5 separate regions of the Mus musculus genome follow, and all the other regions are linked to region 4. The links are chromatin contacts, called in public HiCAR-type, HiChIP or PLAC-seq and Micro-C maps. All regions are on one chromosome and are shown on one strand. The core of a region is the stretch at or near the end of the contact, and the rest is flanking DNA. Distances in the headings are between cores, read along the strand shown.

Region 1 (2,700 bases), core at 179-2,678, 370 kb before region 4:
AATAGGTTTCTAGCTGAGATTTCGAAATTCTGGTTTTCCTACATTTACAAGATAGTCATCAAAGTGCTCACAGTCAGCTATTGGATGGATCACAGGGCCCCCAATGGAGGAGCTAGAGAAAGTATCCAAGGAGCTAAAGGGATCTGCAACCCTGTAGGTACAACATTATGAACTAACCAGTACCCCGGAGCTCTTGACTCTAGCTGCATATGTATCAAAAGATGGCCTAGTAGACCATCACTGGAAAGAGAGGCCCACTGGACAGGAAAACTTTATATGCCCCAGTACAGGGGAATGCCAGGGCCAAAAAGTGGGAATGGGTGGGTAGGGGAGTGGTGGGGAGGGTATGGGGGACTTTTGGGATAGCATTGGAAATGTAATTGAGGAAAATACATAATAAAAAAAAGACAGTCATCAAAGATTAAAAATCACAAAAGAGGAATCACTTGCATATTACTAGTTTCCTAATATGTTGACTCCCGAAATATTTTTTAACCCTTCGTTTCTGTTCTTGGATAACCCTTGTCTATAAAGAAAAATGTATGTGGCTACAAGGAAAGAAGTTGGGAAGTTGAGAGACAGTGCTGAGGTCCTTGTGGTTTGGTGGACGTTGCTTCTTGACATTCTCAAAGTGTCCATTAAAGGAACATTAAGGAGCCAATTCCATTGTGTTTATGTCTACTTTATCACTTCCGATCTTAGAGAAATTAGACAATTCAGATTCTTAAGTCTACATCTCCCCAAAACAGGTATGGCTAGCACTGTCTTAACCCATTAGCTCCTGATCACAAAGCTACCATTCTCCTCGGGAAAGCTGCTTCCTTACAAAGTGGAGGAATTTAAAAGGAACACTTCTTTGATTCTCAGAACAATAAAGAAGGCTTAAATCTTGTCACTGTTCACTTCAGGCCTGTCTTGCTCACTGGCTCAGGCAGCTGCTGGGGCTGACTGCAGGCTACAGAGGGGGCAAAGGGCAACAGCAAAAGAAGCAACATTTTAAGCATCACACCCATTCTGCTGTAGGCTTGGAAGTGCCTGTCTCCTCCAGCACTTGACTCCCCCACCGAATCTCCCAATGACAAAGACTATTTGAATGTGCTGCCCTAGTAACACTGGCTGACCCCCGGGAGCTGCCTGTATTCATTAATAGCAGTTCCTGAGTCTTGCCAGTTAATATAAGACACTCTCCAGAGACGTGCTCCATCACTCCTTATTTGGTTTCAAGGATCTTGATTGCAACTGAGAGACTTAGAATTTAAGAGGACAGGTGAGTGGGGGAGGGGGAAAGATAGCAGAGGAGGAAGGGGCTGGGGCTCAGTTAGTGGTTGGGAAGAGGAAATTGATGCACTGGCCGAGGAGGGATGTGGACACTCAGAAAATCACAGATGCGAAGCATGACACAGGGAGGCAGAACAACAAGGGGAAGGCAGAATAGAGCAGAGAGGAGGAAAGGCTGGCTGGAAGGGGCCCTTTTCAAAGCAGAGCTCATTATCCCCTTGGCAGACATGCTAGTTATAAGGCCCTGATGCCCTGATGTGGCTTGCCTCATATTCTCAGAGCTGACAATGGTTATTTCCTGATAGCCCTGCTGAGGGGAGTCGGGGAAGGGGCCAGACTAGCAAAGGAACTGGAAAAAAAAAAAAAAAGGAGAAGAGCAGTATTGCAATTTGGGCGATGATTTCCAAGAAGGCTGTTACACAAGGAGAAAGCTGTCCAGCCCCTCCTCAGCAAGGCAGCATACATTTAGAGCTGACTGCCAAGACGATGCCTTGTCTGACAAAAATGTTTGAAGAAAATAATTTGCGGGTAATGGAGAGAAAATAAAGGCTTTTATCCATATTATCATGCCTATGCTTGCTCATTAAGGCTTCCCTTTCTTCCATTTTCCTCCTTGTTTGTGCCTTTACTCTTCACGTTGGGGGGGGGGGGAATGAGGGTTCACCACATCTCTAGCAGAAAGGGGGAAAATGAATGATTTCCATAATGTATTATTATATCAGGAAATTTTAAACTTAATGTTATAAATCTCTTTTTGCCGCTGAATAGGCTGTCAATTTGAAGAACAACTGTTTAGTTCTTCATACTTTATAGTGTGTGAGTTTAATTAATCACAATGGAATCCTATTCGAACTTTTTTCCAACCCAACAAGCAATTGTTTCCTATAGCACGCCATTTCCTTCTAACTAAGAATGGCACTAACTGGAGAAAACATTAAAACCCTGATGCGCGTCGTAATGAACTCCATGCAAAGTACTTATATTAATGTAATGGAGTTGAGATCTTAATTGCACTCGTGTTTATATTTGCAACCTCCTTTTCTAAAGCCTTTTTATTTTACTAAATGATTTGAACAACGAGGTAGGAGAGGTTACATGGCCTGCTAAATAGAGATGGGTTTCTCACACTAAAGGAGGAGAAATGAATCTGGGAGGAAAGACTGGCTAATTTAATTTCGTAAAGTAGGTTTTATTCTCAGCAGATAATGGTGAAAATTGCTCTGTAAAGCAATCTTTGCAGAGCCCGAAAATGTTCCCTGGACGCTTAAAAAGAAGCATGTCCAAGAGCCCTTTTTGTTCCTCCCTATGACAACCATTAGCTGCCACTGAAAAACCTTCAGCTTGAGAGATGAACCTGTGCAAAGCAATTTAGGCAGATATGTCCTCTGGCCTTTGGTGTGAAAGAGCTGATAGACAGTAAGA
Region 2 (2,700 bases), core at 119-2,618, 420 kb before region 4:
GTCGCCAACAGGCCAGAAGGTTTCTTCACACCAAACCTAGGTTACAAAAGTAACAAGTGACAGGACAAACCTATGAGCGAGCATTTGCTCAGCCCCTGCTTCTGTCACATTTGCTAGGGTCCCATTGCTTAAACAGGTCACATAGCCAAAGTCAACATGGGAGACAACTAACAAATGTGATCCCTCAGTGCTGTCACCATAACAACACCATAAAATCCAGTACATTTATTTAAGCATCTTGTTGTATACCCAAGCCTTGTACACATCTGCCATGTCCCTGCAGCAGTTTTTCAGTGAGTCTGTGCCTTGCTTATGAGAGAAGATACAACAGCCCACAAAATCTGCAGGAAGGGCTGATGATCACAGTGTTGTAAGTGTGAGTCTCCTTCTCCTCAGGTGCAGATGATGTTGTCCTTGTATTGCTCCGATACTTAGCTGTTTAAACTATGTCTCCACTACCGTAGGGGTGGTAAGCAGACATGATATCCGCCCATAGCACTTGTAACATACTATCCCAAGTCTGATAACTACTGTAGACATAACTTACAAACTTTTAACATTTACTCAAACTTTTCAGGTTTCACGTAGAGAAATGAGCACATAAATATCAGGCGACTTGCTTTAATTAAGTCAAAGACTCCCGCCACCCCCTCTACTATCTCCTAAGTTGTTGCTTTAATTTATATCTTTCACATCCGTATCCCAGGCAGAATCTGCTGTTACCCATCTATAATCTCAGACTGATGCAGAGGATCATGAGAAGTTTATGGCTAGCTTGAACAACTATTTGGCCCTGTGCCCACTCTCACAAAAAATAAATAAATAAATAATGTGCATTCCAGTTACATACTTCAAATGGAAACTTCTGCAATTCATAAATAGGATTCAAAAGATACTTAAAATTCTTCCTTCTTATTCACTTTGTAAGATCCTGTTTCCTCATTGCAATTCCTTTCCTGGTAGGGATGAGTACCAATGAAGAGGAAGTTAATGAGAGTCACAAAGTGGCATTTCTGAATTCTCCTCACTTCAGTCTGACCCCATCAAGTAAGCCCAGGCGTTGGGGAATTTCAGCACCTCTATTATTGCTTTTGCATGTCAGCCACCTTCAAAAATGTTTCTGTTCTGATTTAGTTACCTATTAATCTGTGCCCCAGAACCACTTTTGTTCCAGTACTTTGAGAACTGGGATATCTTTTCCCCAAAGTAATCTCTTAGGGTAGAGCTCTCCTCTGAAAGGAAAATTTTTGCAATGGCACTCTAAAGTGGACTAAAGGGCAAGATGCTGAAAATAAAACTACTTTCTCCCTCTCATAAACGCCAAGTGAGTCTGTCAGGGAAAACACAGGAACACCAGACCTGGAAAAGGTCAAAGTCCCTGGGCCACCTGGGGCCACTCAGAACTCCAAGGTCTTCCAAGTCCACGTGTCCTTGCCTATCTGAGAACTGAACAATTGTTGAGGCATGAGAACTCTAAACAGCTACAAATCACTAATAAATCTGTACAAAAGGACACTAAAAATCCAAACTCATCTTTACCAAGTGAAGGGTGTGCCAACAGAAGGGAAAATAAACAGAGCATGCTGAGAGACACACAAGCAAGGGACTAACACACCAATTCAAAGGCTTGTCAGCCCTCTCTTCAGAGTGCCTGACAGCAGGAAGCCAATTACTCCAGAAAGAATGAAGTTTGTTTTATGGGCTCCCTATAACAAACTCAGTCCCTTCATTCTAATATCAAGGAAGAATTTTACATTTCCAGTGGAAGCCAGCAGAGTTCTCAGTGGATGGTCTTGAGTTTGCCTTAGAGGTTAAAGCTATGAGCAATGAGAGGAATAAACAGGCTTTTTAATTCACTAAAATTAGCTCTTGTGATTAATCTGTGGCACTCAATTTGTTATAACATTCAATAGAAGACGCTGGCCTCAGAGTACAATAGCTAATGCTATAACATAATGTCTGTCCTCATGAGCCCCTAATGTGACCAGCATTTTAATCCTATTGGCATTGGTGACCCATCATCTTCCACAGAGAGATGGAGGATGAACCAAAGAGCACCACTTTCCATGTGACACCATTATTATTATTATTAAATAATAACAATCTCTTAAAAGTTTGCACATGAAAAACAATAACTTGTTTTCATTACAAGTTCATCTTTCTTCTGATGTAGAACAAAAATACCTGGTTTGTCTCTTGTTTATCTTTCCATTTCCGTTATATTCAGAGGAACAGAGGGTGAGATTCTTAACTACTTCACACTATCTTTGGTTAAATACTATTATGAAGTGCCTCCCTGAAATCCAGAACATCTGCCAGACAAGAGTAGGACTTCCCATGTTGAGAAAAGAAATACTTAGCTACTTGGGGTGATAGAAATATCTGGCTAACCCCTGATAGTTCAGTGTTTGTAATTGTCCCAGAAAGCCATTCTAACTCGGTCATTTGACGATAAGAAGAATGCACTACACTTAAAAAATAAATAAAATGTAAAAACCCTACCATGACATTTCTGTGTCACACTGGCAAATTTCTTCAAACGTCAACACAAAGAGAATGAAAAGGAAAGAGCCCATTCTCCCTCCTTTGAATGGCGGTTTTCATGTCAGCAGCATGCTACTCCTTCTTCTGAATACTGAATTCTAATTTCAAGTGTGATGCTATCATTAGCCGTGGTTTACCTCATTACACTGATTACTT
Region 3 (3,012 bases), core at 330-2,829, 380 kb after region 4:
CTGGTCTACAGAGCAATTTTCAGGACAGCCAAGGCTAGACAGAGAAACCCTCTCTCAAGACAAAACAAAACAAAACAAAACAAAAGAAGATCAAACCCTCTCAAACATAGGGGACGGAGTGGGGGGCATAGGATGAAGTTCACCTGAAAGCAAACATTGCATCTGTCAATGTGGTGTCTTATGTAGAATTATTACCTATAGTTATCTCTGGCAAGTGATTGACACGGGCAACCCTATCTTGAGTCACCTTCCATGTTAGACAGTGGTGGCGCACGCCTTTGATCCCAGCTTTAGGGAGGCAGAGGTAGGCAGATTTCTGAGTTTGAGGTTAGCCTGGTCTACAGAGTGAGTTCCAGGACAGCGAAGGGTACACAGAGAAACCCTGTCTCTGAAAAACAAAACAAGCAAAAGGGTTCTGGAGAATGAACTTTATAGGATGTGCCATTTCCCGATTCCTGTAGCTTCTTCCGTCCCCTTAAAAAAAAAAAAAAAAAAAAGGCTCTCACTACATAGCCTAGCCTGGCTTTGAACTTGTAATCCTCTTGCCCTTGATTTTCCAGTACTATTACTACAGGCACGTGCAGAAATTAGGATTCAGAATTTATATGTTTATATACATATGTTTACACACACCTTTTAATACTACACCAACATCTGGTATGTGATCCTTCTTGTCACAGATGTCTATCTGTATGTTCTTGCGTGTTGTTAGTATGTTTCATTTTTTTGGAGAAGTCATCCCTGAAACATTCTAGGATTGTATCCTGTTTTTCCCATTATTGGGTAGTCTATGTGGTGAAAGAGGCAGTAGACTCGAGGATCAGTAGATCTGTAAAAATTCTGCAATTATTACTGAAAATGTTGGGTTCCCTCGCGGCTGAGACTTTTTTTTTTTTTTCTCCTTCCTATCCTTTGCCTAAAGGGGCTGTCTCGCCAGTTCCATCATTTCAAGGTCTGATCACTACTTTCATATGCAATGAAAAGATAAGGCTTCTTTTTTTGTTGTTGTTTTTTGTTTTTCGAAACAGGGTTTCTCTGTATAGCCCTGACTGTCCTGGAACTCACTCTGTAGACCAGGCTGGCCTCGAACTCAGAACTAGTGCTGGGATTAAAGGCGATTAAAGGCGTGCGCCACCACCGCCCGGTTTAAGGCTTCTTTTTAAGAGTCCTTTTAAAAACAGCAAGAAAAGGAAGGACAAATGGATTCTAAACCAAGAGTGTTCGTGGTATTAAGCAGGGTTTCCACTGCACAAAAGAATAAAAGTTAACTCGGAAAACAGTTTTACATCATCTAGGACAGAAGCCTAATAACCAGCGTGAGACGAACAGTCCAGAGATTAGGGCGAGTAAATGACTAGGCGCTTAAGACGTGACAGGAGCCACAGCCCTGCACCGACCCGGAGACCTCCCGGGTGAGAAGAGTCTAGTCTTTCTCTTGGCCGCGAGACTGCGCATGCGCACCCCGCGGGGGGGCGGGGCGAGCCCTGGTCGCCATCTTGGCGCGCGCGGGCTTCCCTCCCGGGCCGCCCACTGGAGTGCGCTGTGTTCCGCTTCCCGTGGCATCCCGCCGAGGTAACCCGCGGCCCGGGTCCTGGCTGGTCGCTCGAGCAGGCCTCCCCATCGCCGCCACGATGCCCTGCGTGCAGCTGCCCGCCAAGGAGAGCGCCCTCTTCAAGCGCGTGCTGGTGAGCGGTGGCCCGCCCGACCCCTGCGCGCTTTCTTTCCCACCGAGCCGGGCTCTCCTCCGGCCGCTTCTCCTTCCGTTCCCCCGCGGCGCTCCCTCCCTGACTCTGGAGCTCCCCACTGCGGGAGCTTTCCAGAAAGTTCCCCGGCCGAGTCGCCGGAACCCCGGCGCCGGGCTCAGCGGGTCCCTGCAGTCCTCCCCTCGGAGTAGTCCGAGCTGCTTCGGGTCCAGGCTGGGCCAAGCACCGCTGCTTGCGGGGTACGGGAACATGGAGCCCGCGATCCTCGGGAGCCCATGCCTCTGTGCGGGAGAGTTTGCATGTTTGTGCGGGCCCGGTTTTGGAAGTGATTTGCCAGAAACTTGCTTCTAACTCGTCCTCGTGATGAAAGCTGCGGAGAAGGGCTTTGTGCTTGAGACCCTTTACGTGGCTTTGAAGCCTGAATAAGAATAGTAATAATGATGATTAATAACAAGTTGCCTTGGTCATGTTAGACCCATGCCCAGCTAAACGAGGTTCGGTTTTACGTTTTTAAAGTTTACTTAAGACATGCTCACTCTGTAGCCCTGGCTGGCCTGGATCTCTCTATGCAGACAAAGCTAGCCTAGATTTTAGAGCTGCTTTTTTTTTTTTTGCCTCTCGAGTGCTGGGATTCAAGGCATTTGCCACTGTGCCCAGACAAGAAGTTTTCTCTGGGGAGTGTGCCAGCATATCTGCCACCTTGGCACCTTGACCAGGTTATATCCTTTCAGGGAGGAGAGAGGTGACACGCTTCTTCTCTGTATGTTGCGGGGCTCTTAAAGATTTAGAAAAGAAAATGAGTTAATAGCGGTATGTTCTAAGCTGCCCTTTTAATTTGAGAATGTGCTACTTGCTGGGCAAGCTTTTAGATTTCAGGGTGAATTTGTATTGAGAGCACGTGGCTGAATAGCGTTAGCTGTTGAGTAAGGAAACACTGATCTTAATACTTTGTTGCCATCACCTGACAAAATGTTACACTTAGTACTGGCTCAAGCCAACAGAAGCTTGACATGTAGCATTGAGAATGTTAACAATGATACAAGTGGACTAGGGGACTACTTTTTTTCTTTTTTTTTTTTCTTTTTTTTTCTTTTTCTTTCTTTCTTTTTTTTTTTTTTTTTTTGAGATGGCCATATATTTCAGGTTGGCCAAAAATAACCTTGAACTCATCTGCTTTTGCCTGGAGGGTGATGGGATTACAGTTCTGGATACCACATCTAGCCTTGGGATGATAATGTTTCAAATCTCAGTTTGGTACAGTTAGTAGAGAAGCGTGTGTGGCAAATAAATGTCAGAAGTGTTCACTCCT
Region 4 (2,781 bases), core at 252-2,751:
GAGACCTGCAAAAGGCCCTTACAGAAGGAACATGGTCCAGATTCCGAAGAATAGAGGCCCAATGCAACATGCTTAGCAAACTCATTGTCTTTATTTCTCCAAGTGTGTGACTTGTGTTTGTAACTCTCCCTTCTTCCTGTGTATTTACATCGCCTGTTCAATAGAGTCCTTCGGTAAGAATCAATAAGAATCAGTCTTGTTCCAGGTTGGCACAACCTGTCCTTCAGCTCCGGGAGTGGAGATACCTGGATACCTACGGAGGCATCTCGAGGACCCCAGCCAGGGAAAGTGGTAATGCTGAAGTTCTACGGTTTCATAGGCAGATGGCTAAGTTACCCCAGGTTCCTGCCAGGTTTCAACGTCACGCTGTGATTTTGTTCTTCTGGAACAGGGCGAGTGTTGCTTCCAGAGAGGCCCTATTAGAACAGAAAGCAAATCCTCTAAATAGGCGGAACAAGGCATCAGGAGGAAAACGATCTCTAAATGCACTTTAGTAGGAACCCGGTATTGTGTGGGATTCAGCGCCCATCACCGTTTAGCCTGAGAGTTATGGCACGGATTGAGGGTGAATAGAGAGGCATAATGGAGACATGTGGCGTTTGCTCATTATATTCAAGTTAGCCCAACTCTACTGTGGAAACTGTTCAACTTTCTCTCCCCCTCTAGCTTGTCATAGTGAAATAATACAGACATCGGGGCCTCCAATGGGATCGCCTGCCACGCCATTCTATTTCCACTACTAACGAGGGCTTCATAAGCCTTTGATACAGTCTGATCTTTGAAACCTTTCCAAATCTCCTCAAGCTTATGCTAAATCCTATTTGGAACTTTATTTTTCCTTGCCTGCTAGCACCTAGGGCTTAAGGAAGCCATTTGAACAGTGACATGCATACTAACGTGTATCGCAGGGCTCTTTTCTGAAAGGCAAGTGGCACCGGTGCTCACACGAGCAAAACACAATTGCGTACACAAATGTGAATAAAATCAGTTTTGCTCTACCCTTCACTCTTCTTCATCGACAGGTTATTCCCCACACCGGTGGGAAGCTGAGGGAGGAGGCGAACAGAGAGCCTCGCTCCCCAGAGCAAGTTTTGAAGCCTTTAAAATGCAAAATAAAGGGGCGGATGGGGGGTAGGATGTGAGACCCGGAGCTTCTGAAGAGAAACCCAGCTTGTTCGGGCTTAGTACCCGCAGCGGCGGGCAGAAGAGACCGGGTGCCTGGCACCCAATTTCCAAAAATCATCAGCTTCGTTTACTTCAGAGCCCAGTGCTAACTCATTGCAAGCAAGGTGCTAACAGAAAATGGGAGCAGGAGTTTTTAAAACAAAGGAAAGATTCCCTCATTTTCCTTCCCTGTTTTCTCCTCTAAGCCTTTCCACATTAAAGGGATTGTCGGTGGTTGGCGGAGGAGCGGCGCTGTGGCTAAGCGACCATTGGCTGGCCCCTTCCAGTGATTTGCATATCGGCAGCTATAAAGACGGAGGCGGCGCTCGCCAGCGCAGCTCCAGCCCAGGGAAAGGAGGCGGAGGCGCCGAGTGAGGGTGGGTCTGCGCGTCCTCCGAGCCAGCCCGAGCCGGAGCTGCAGCTTTTCCCGCACGGGGCTCGCAGAGCCTGGGACTCACGCTCCGATCTGCACGCCGGGGAAGACTCTTTAGGTTAGCCTTTCGGAATAGCAGTTGGGGATTGGCGATATGAGTCCTGCGAAGCGCTGGGGCAGCCCTTGCCTTTTCCCCTTGCAGCTATTTAGTCTCTGCTGGGTGCTCTCAGTGGCCCAGAGCAAGACAGTCCGATACAGCACGTTCGAAGAGGATGCCCCTGGCACAGTCATCGGAACCCTTGCAGAAGACCTGCACATGAAAGTGTCTGGAGACACAAGCTTCCGCCTGATGAAGCAATTCAACAGCTCTCTGCTCCGGGTACGCGAGGGCGACGGGCAGCTGACCGTCGGGGATGCGGGCCTGGACCGTGAGCGTCTGTGTGGCCCGTCCCCACAGTGCGTGCTGGCCTTCGATGTTGTCAGCTTCTCGCAGGAACAGTTCCGCCTGGTGCACGTGGAGGTGGAGGTGAGGGATGTAAACGACCACGCGCCCCGCTTTCCCCGAGCCCAGATCCCGGTGGAGGTCTCAGAGAGCGCTCCGGTAGGCACACGCATCCCCCTGGAGGTGCCCGTGGACGAGGACGTGGGTGCCAACGGGCTGCAGAGTGTACGCCTAGCCGAGCCTCACAGCCCCTTCCGCGTGGAGCTGCAGACGCGCGCGGACGGTGCCCAGTGTGCGGACCTGGTGCTGCTACAGGAGTTGGACCGCGAGAGCCAGGCCTCCTACAGCCTGGAGCTGGTGGCTCAGGATGGCGGGCGACCGCCGCGTTCCGCCACAGCAGCCCTCAGCGTGCGTGTGCTAGATGCCAATGACCACAGCCCGGCCTTCCCACAGGGTGCCGTGGCAGAGGTGGAATTGGCCGAGGACGCACCTGTGGGATCGCTGCTGCTCGACCTGGACGCTGCCGATCCCGACGAAGGTCCCAACGGCGACGTTGTGTTCACCTTCGGCGCCCGCACCCCTCCCGAAGCCCGCCACCTCTTCCGGCTCGACCCGCGCTCTGGCCGCCTCACCTTGGCTGGGCAGGTGGACTACGAGCGCCAGGACACCTACGAGCTGGACGTGCGGGCTCAAGACCGAGGTCCAGGGCCCCGGACAGCCACCTGCAAGGTTATCGTGCGCATCCGAGACGTCAACGACAACGCTCCTGAAATTTCTATCACTCCTCTGGCCGCCCCGGGGG
Region 5 (3,076 bases), core at 235-2,734, 400 kb before region 4:
GTATGAACGACTCCGTGGGACAATGTTCTCAAGTTCCCATTAATCACATCCAGGATGAATCCCAATATAGGCATCTGCCAGGGCATGTGGAGCCTCCTATAGAGAAACAAAGGAGGATTTAAATGCATACCTGAAAAAAAAATCCAGCCTTTCCCAGGTGTTTCCACGGCTTAATTATGCCTTTATCAGCATCCATTTCCTCTAGGTACTTAACGTCATAGCTAAAGCCTCCGCTGTGGACTGGAGAGACTAAATCACACAGACACACTTGCTATACAAATTCTCCTTCTTTCTCCCATTAATGACACAGGAGAGAAATGACTCGACTTGTGCTTATGAACAAAGAAAAGAGTTGAGCAGTTGTCCGATGACACTAATCAGAGTTAGCAGAAAATATGTTTAATTCATTTTCTACCTTTTTTTTTCCTTAGTTGAAATGTTTTGACCAGAAAATCAGAAAATTATTTCACATTTACACCTCATTAGTCTTATGTAAGCATCAGTTCACTTTTACTAAAGATAAGAGTTACCTCGAAGGCTTTTATCCAATTATTTATGCTTGATAAATGAAGCCCTGAAGTAGATTCTCAACAAATACCTAAAGACACGTATGTACTATTGTGATCCATGGAGGTTTTACAAAATGTAGATGACATCTTTAAATCAACTGGGAATGCAGAAAGAATGGGCGGAGACATTATCCAGTGATACAAACACAAAGCATGGTCAGACTGGTCTGCCAAAGCAAAAACAGACACTGCACTCGCAGTGTGTATGTAAAAGCTCGCAGACAGATCTGCATTTTATATGTGTGCATCCAACACAGTTGGAAAGAGACATACAAATACATCCATAGAGAGCTACCCTGTCTACATTATAGGTCTCATTCTTTGAGTCATTATAGCATTTGAAAACCGATAATACTAATGCAAAGAAGTGAGCGTGATTTTTTTGTTTTTGTTTTTGTTTTTGTTCTCATTTGAAGCAAGCAACAGTGTCCACTTTGTCTCCACCCCGGATGAAACAATGTCCATTTGAAATGCTATAAGAAGATGTTTTGGTTTTGTGGAGATAATTGGCTCTCAACACTCCTAGTAATTAACAGCATCAGGTCCAGTCCCTCAGGCAGCATTTGGTCACCCATTGCCTATCCATGTGTGAGCAAATGGGAGAGTGCAAGGGTGACGGGAACAGATGGGGAAGAGATACAAGTACTGGCACCTTGCATGGATGCCACATGCTGTTGTTCTTTTTCTGTCCCCATCATTAGCGCCTCTGGCTTCAAAACTAGGTCTGAAGAGCCCATGGGCAAGTACAGCTGCTACCAGCTGTGCAGGCTACTCTTCCTATCTCCTGCACCACTCACTTGGCAACCTCTGGCACAAAGAAGGAATTTCTGTGCTAAGTCCTTCACTGTCTAGACATGTGGGTCTCACAGTTGATTTTTTTCCTTTGCAACAATAACAACTCAGTAGGGCTGTAGTTAGGGGTTAATTGGGCATAAAGACAAAATGTGAAAAGACCCAGCTGTTCCTCTCAGGGAGAATTCCAGAGAGTTATTATAATGAGAAGAACCTTTCAACAATGATGCTCTGTCTGGTGATCACACCAAGACCCCAGATGTGACTAAAGTCGTGGAGAGGAATGTCAGTAGGGGACACTAGAGAAAGGGGCTATGAAAACGAGAAAGGATGGAGAAAGCAATGGCTACTAAGAAATATTATTCAGATTTTTAGATAAGAACAGAGTGGTTGATGTTTATTAAACAGAAGATCATTAACAGTACACAAAACTCAGGGTAATTCTCGTTTTTTAAATGAGAATCTATGGGATCTAAAAAAAAAATGGTTGCATTGAACTAGCCAACAAATACAGGTCTTTGTTTTAAATTTACATAACCCCTTGGAAGCCTCTACCACCTCCCGCTACTGCCCCCAGGAGTCCTCCCCTACTGCCCCCAGGAGTCCTCCCCTACTGCCCCCAGGAGTCCTCCCCTACTGCCCCCAGGAGTCCTCCCTTACTGCCCCCAGGAGTCCTCCCCTAGAGTTCTGCTACTTTGGATCAACTGTCTAGCAGAATGACTTTGAACAGGTCACTGGACTTCAGAGTCCATCTCTGCAAACAAGAGCATCCACTCCAAGCACGGTGACAGCTTCCTGCCTCAAAATTACCTGTCAAATGTATTTCAAATGTACATTTCTGGATCTCTTCATAAATTTAATACATCGAAATCTCTGTGGTAGGATGCCCAAGGTTCAATTATTAATTTCTCTTAATAAGGCTGAAGGACTGGTAGAACAGCTGGTTTCTGAAACATCTTTTAGATGCAAAATCCTGTTGCTCTGGCGGTAGATGTGGTACCCAAGGAAATCTCAGTACATTCAAAATTGGTCCTAAAACAAACAAACAAACAAAACCTCTCAAAATAGTTCCATGTAGTGAAAATTATTTTTAACCACAAGAAGTAATTTTGATGACTTTAAGTTACTTCCAAGATCTAGTTCCTTCTTGAAAGATAAAGATTGATTTCTAAACAGACAGTGAATAAAAACTTCAAATTTAGGACTTTTCCGGAAAATGCCCTAGGCCACACATCATTTTTGAAAACAGACCTCTATTGGGTTGATTTTAAAGGAGCCCGTACTCTTTGGGGGAAATGAATGATTTTTAGTTTTGTGCCTAGCTTTTTAACAGCTGAACCATCTCTCCAGCCCATGAATAACTTAAAAACAAAACAAAAACAAAAGCAAAACTTGATCATCTTGATTATACCTTCCAAATGGTTGAGCCAGATGAAATTGCTTTTTACTTGCAAGAACAGCAATTCCCTGTGGTTCAGCCTAACTTATATGTATGTGTGTTTGTGTGTGTGCTTACACTGGTTGGGGTTAGTTCCTACACTACAACATTTAAATGCCAACTTCCTTGACCCTCATAATGATGGTAAATGAATTTTCCCATTTAACTGCTTCGCCTATGTCTAAAATTCTTAGATCTTAATAATAAACTGTAGGAGACCAAGGAACACTGTCTGTTCCCAAGCCCAAGCTACTGAAACCTGTTCCTTCAACACCCA

What was found. Hi-C and Micro-C count contacts between places; a contact is called where the count stands out from the background. HiCAR-type assays count read pairs that join an accessible place to other places. HiChIP or PLAC-seq counts read pairs in DNA pulled down with a chosen protein or histone mark.
Region 1: an H3K4me3 HiChIP or PLAC-seq map of neural tube shows a contact between it and region 4, with 5 times the contacts expected there. The contact joins the enhancer-like site here to the promoter of Pcdh8 in region 4. A contact is called at or near these places in 5 of 39 promoter capture datasets (cranial neural crest, embryonic stem cells, hippocampal neurons and 2 more), 4 of 484 Hi-C or Micro-C datasets (cerebral cortex, cortical neurons and nephron progenitors), 10 of 115 datasets of contacts at active chromatin or transcription factors (VIP interneurons, embryonic basal ganglia, embryonic forebrain and 7 more) and 1 of 9 other capture datasets (embryonic stem cells).
Region 2: a contact with region 4 is called in a HiCAR-type map of kidney, with 11 times the contacts expected there. The contact joins the enhancer-like site here to the promoter of Pcdh8 in region 4. A contact is called at or near these places in 6 of 39 promoter capture datasets (cranial neural crest, frontonasal cranial neural crest, hippocampal neurons and 3 more), 4 of 484 Hi-C or Micro-C datasets (cerebellum, embryonic stem cells and uterus), 12 of 115 datasets of contacts at active chromatin or transcription factors (craniofacial prominence, differentiating embryonic stem cells, embryonic basal ganglia and 9 more) and 2 of 9 other capture datasets (embryonic stem cells and pancreatic islet).
Region 3: a Micro-C map of embryonic stem cells shows a contact between it and region 4, with 3 times the contacts expected there. The contact joins the promoter of Naa16 here to the promoter of Pcdh8 in region 4. A contact is called at or near these places in 5 of 484 Hi-C or Micro-C datasets (all in embryonic stem cells) and 3 of 115 datasets of contacts at active chromatin or transcription factors (embryonic stem cells and epiblast stem cells).
Region 5: an H3K4me3 HiChIP or PLAC-seq map of neural tube shows a contact between it and region 4, with 4 times the contacts expected there. The contact joins the enhancer-like site here to the promoter of Pcdh8 in region 4. A contact is called at or near these places in 5 of 39 promoter capture datasets (cranial neural crest, frontonasal cranial neural crest, maxillary cranial neural crest and 2 more), 2 of 484 Hi-C or Micro-C datasets (cerebral cortex and nephron progenitors), 11 of 115 datasets of contacts at active chromatin or transcription factors (SST interneurons, VIP interneurons, craniofacial prominence and 8 more) and 2 of 9 other capture datasets (embryonic stem cells and pancreatic islet).

Annotation. Positions count from the first base shown.
Region 1 is chr14:80,137,944-80,140,643 of GRCm38.p6, reverse strand. No RefSeq gene overlaps it. Among named protein-coding and RNA genes, the nearest start is that of Gm31776, 110 kb to the left of the region's middle. Within about 2 kb of position 1,428, at least 22 of the 459 cell types and tissues checked have an H3K27ac peak or open chromatin away from gene starts, as enhancers often do. A contact at or near this core is called in VIP interneurons, cerebral cortex, cortical neurons and 2 more, where this site is marked.
Region 2 is chr14:80,193,914-80,196,613 of GRCm38.p6, reverse strand. No RefSeq gene overlaps it. Among named protein-coding and RNA genes, the nearest start is that of Gm31776, 50 kb to the left of the region's middle. Within about 2 kb of position 1,368, at least 5 of the 459 cell types and tissues checked have an H3K27ac peak or open chromatin away from gene starts, as enhancers often do. A contact at or near this core is called in kidney, where this site is marked.
Region 3 is chr14:79,389,235-79,392,246 of GRCm38.p6, reverse strand. Naa16 (N(alpha)-acetyltransferase 16, NatA auxiliary subunit) reads left to right here and starts at 1,579. Exons shown (of 20, transcript NM_025832.2): 1 at 1,579-1,685. The coding sequence starts at 1,632.
Region 4 is chr14:79,770,032-79,772,812 of GRCm38.p6, reverse strand. Pcdh8 (protocadherin 8) reads left to right here and starts at 1,501. Exons shown (of 3, transcript NM_021543.4): 1 at 1,501-2,781. The coding sequence starts at 1,692. It overlaps Gm9748 (predicted gene 9748), which reads right to left. Exons shown (of 2, transcript NR_154550.1): 1 at 2,612-2,781; 2 at 71-416.
Region 5 is chr14:80,171,394-80,174,469 of GRCm38.p6, reverse strand. No RefSeq gene overlaps it. Among named protein-coding and RNA genes, the nearest start is that of Gm31776, 72 kb to the left of the region's middle. Within about 2 kb of position 1,484, at least 12 of the 459 cell types and tissues checked have an H3K27ac peak or open chromatin away from gene starts, as enhancers often do. A contact at or near this core is called in VIP interneurons and neural tube, where this site is marked.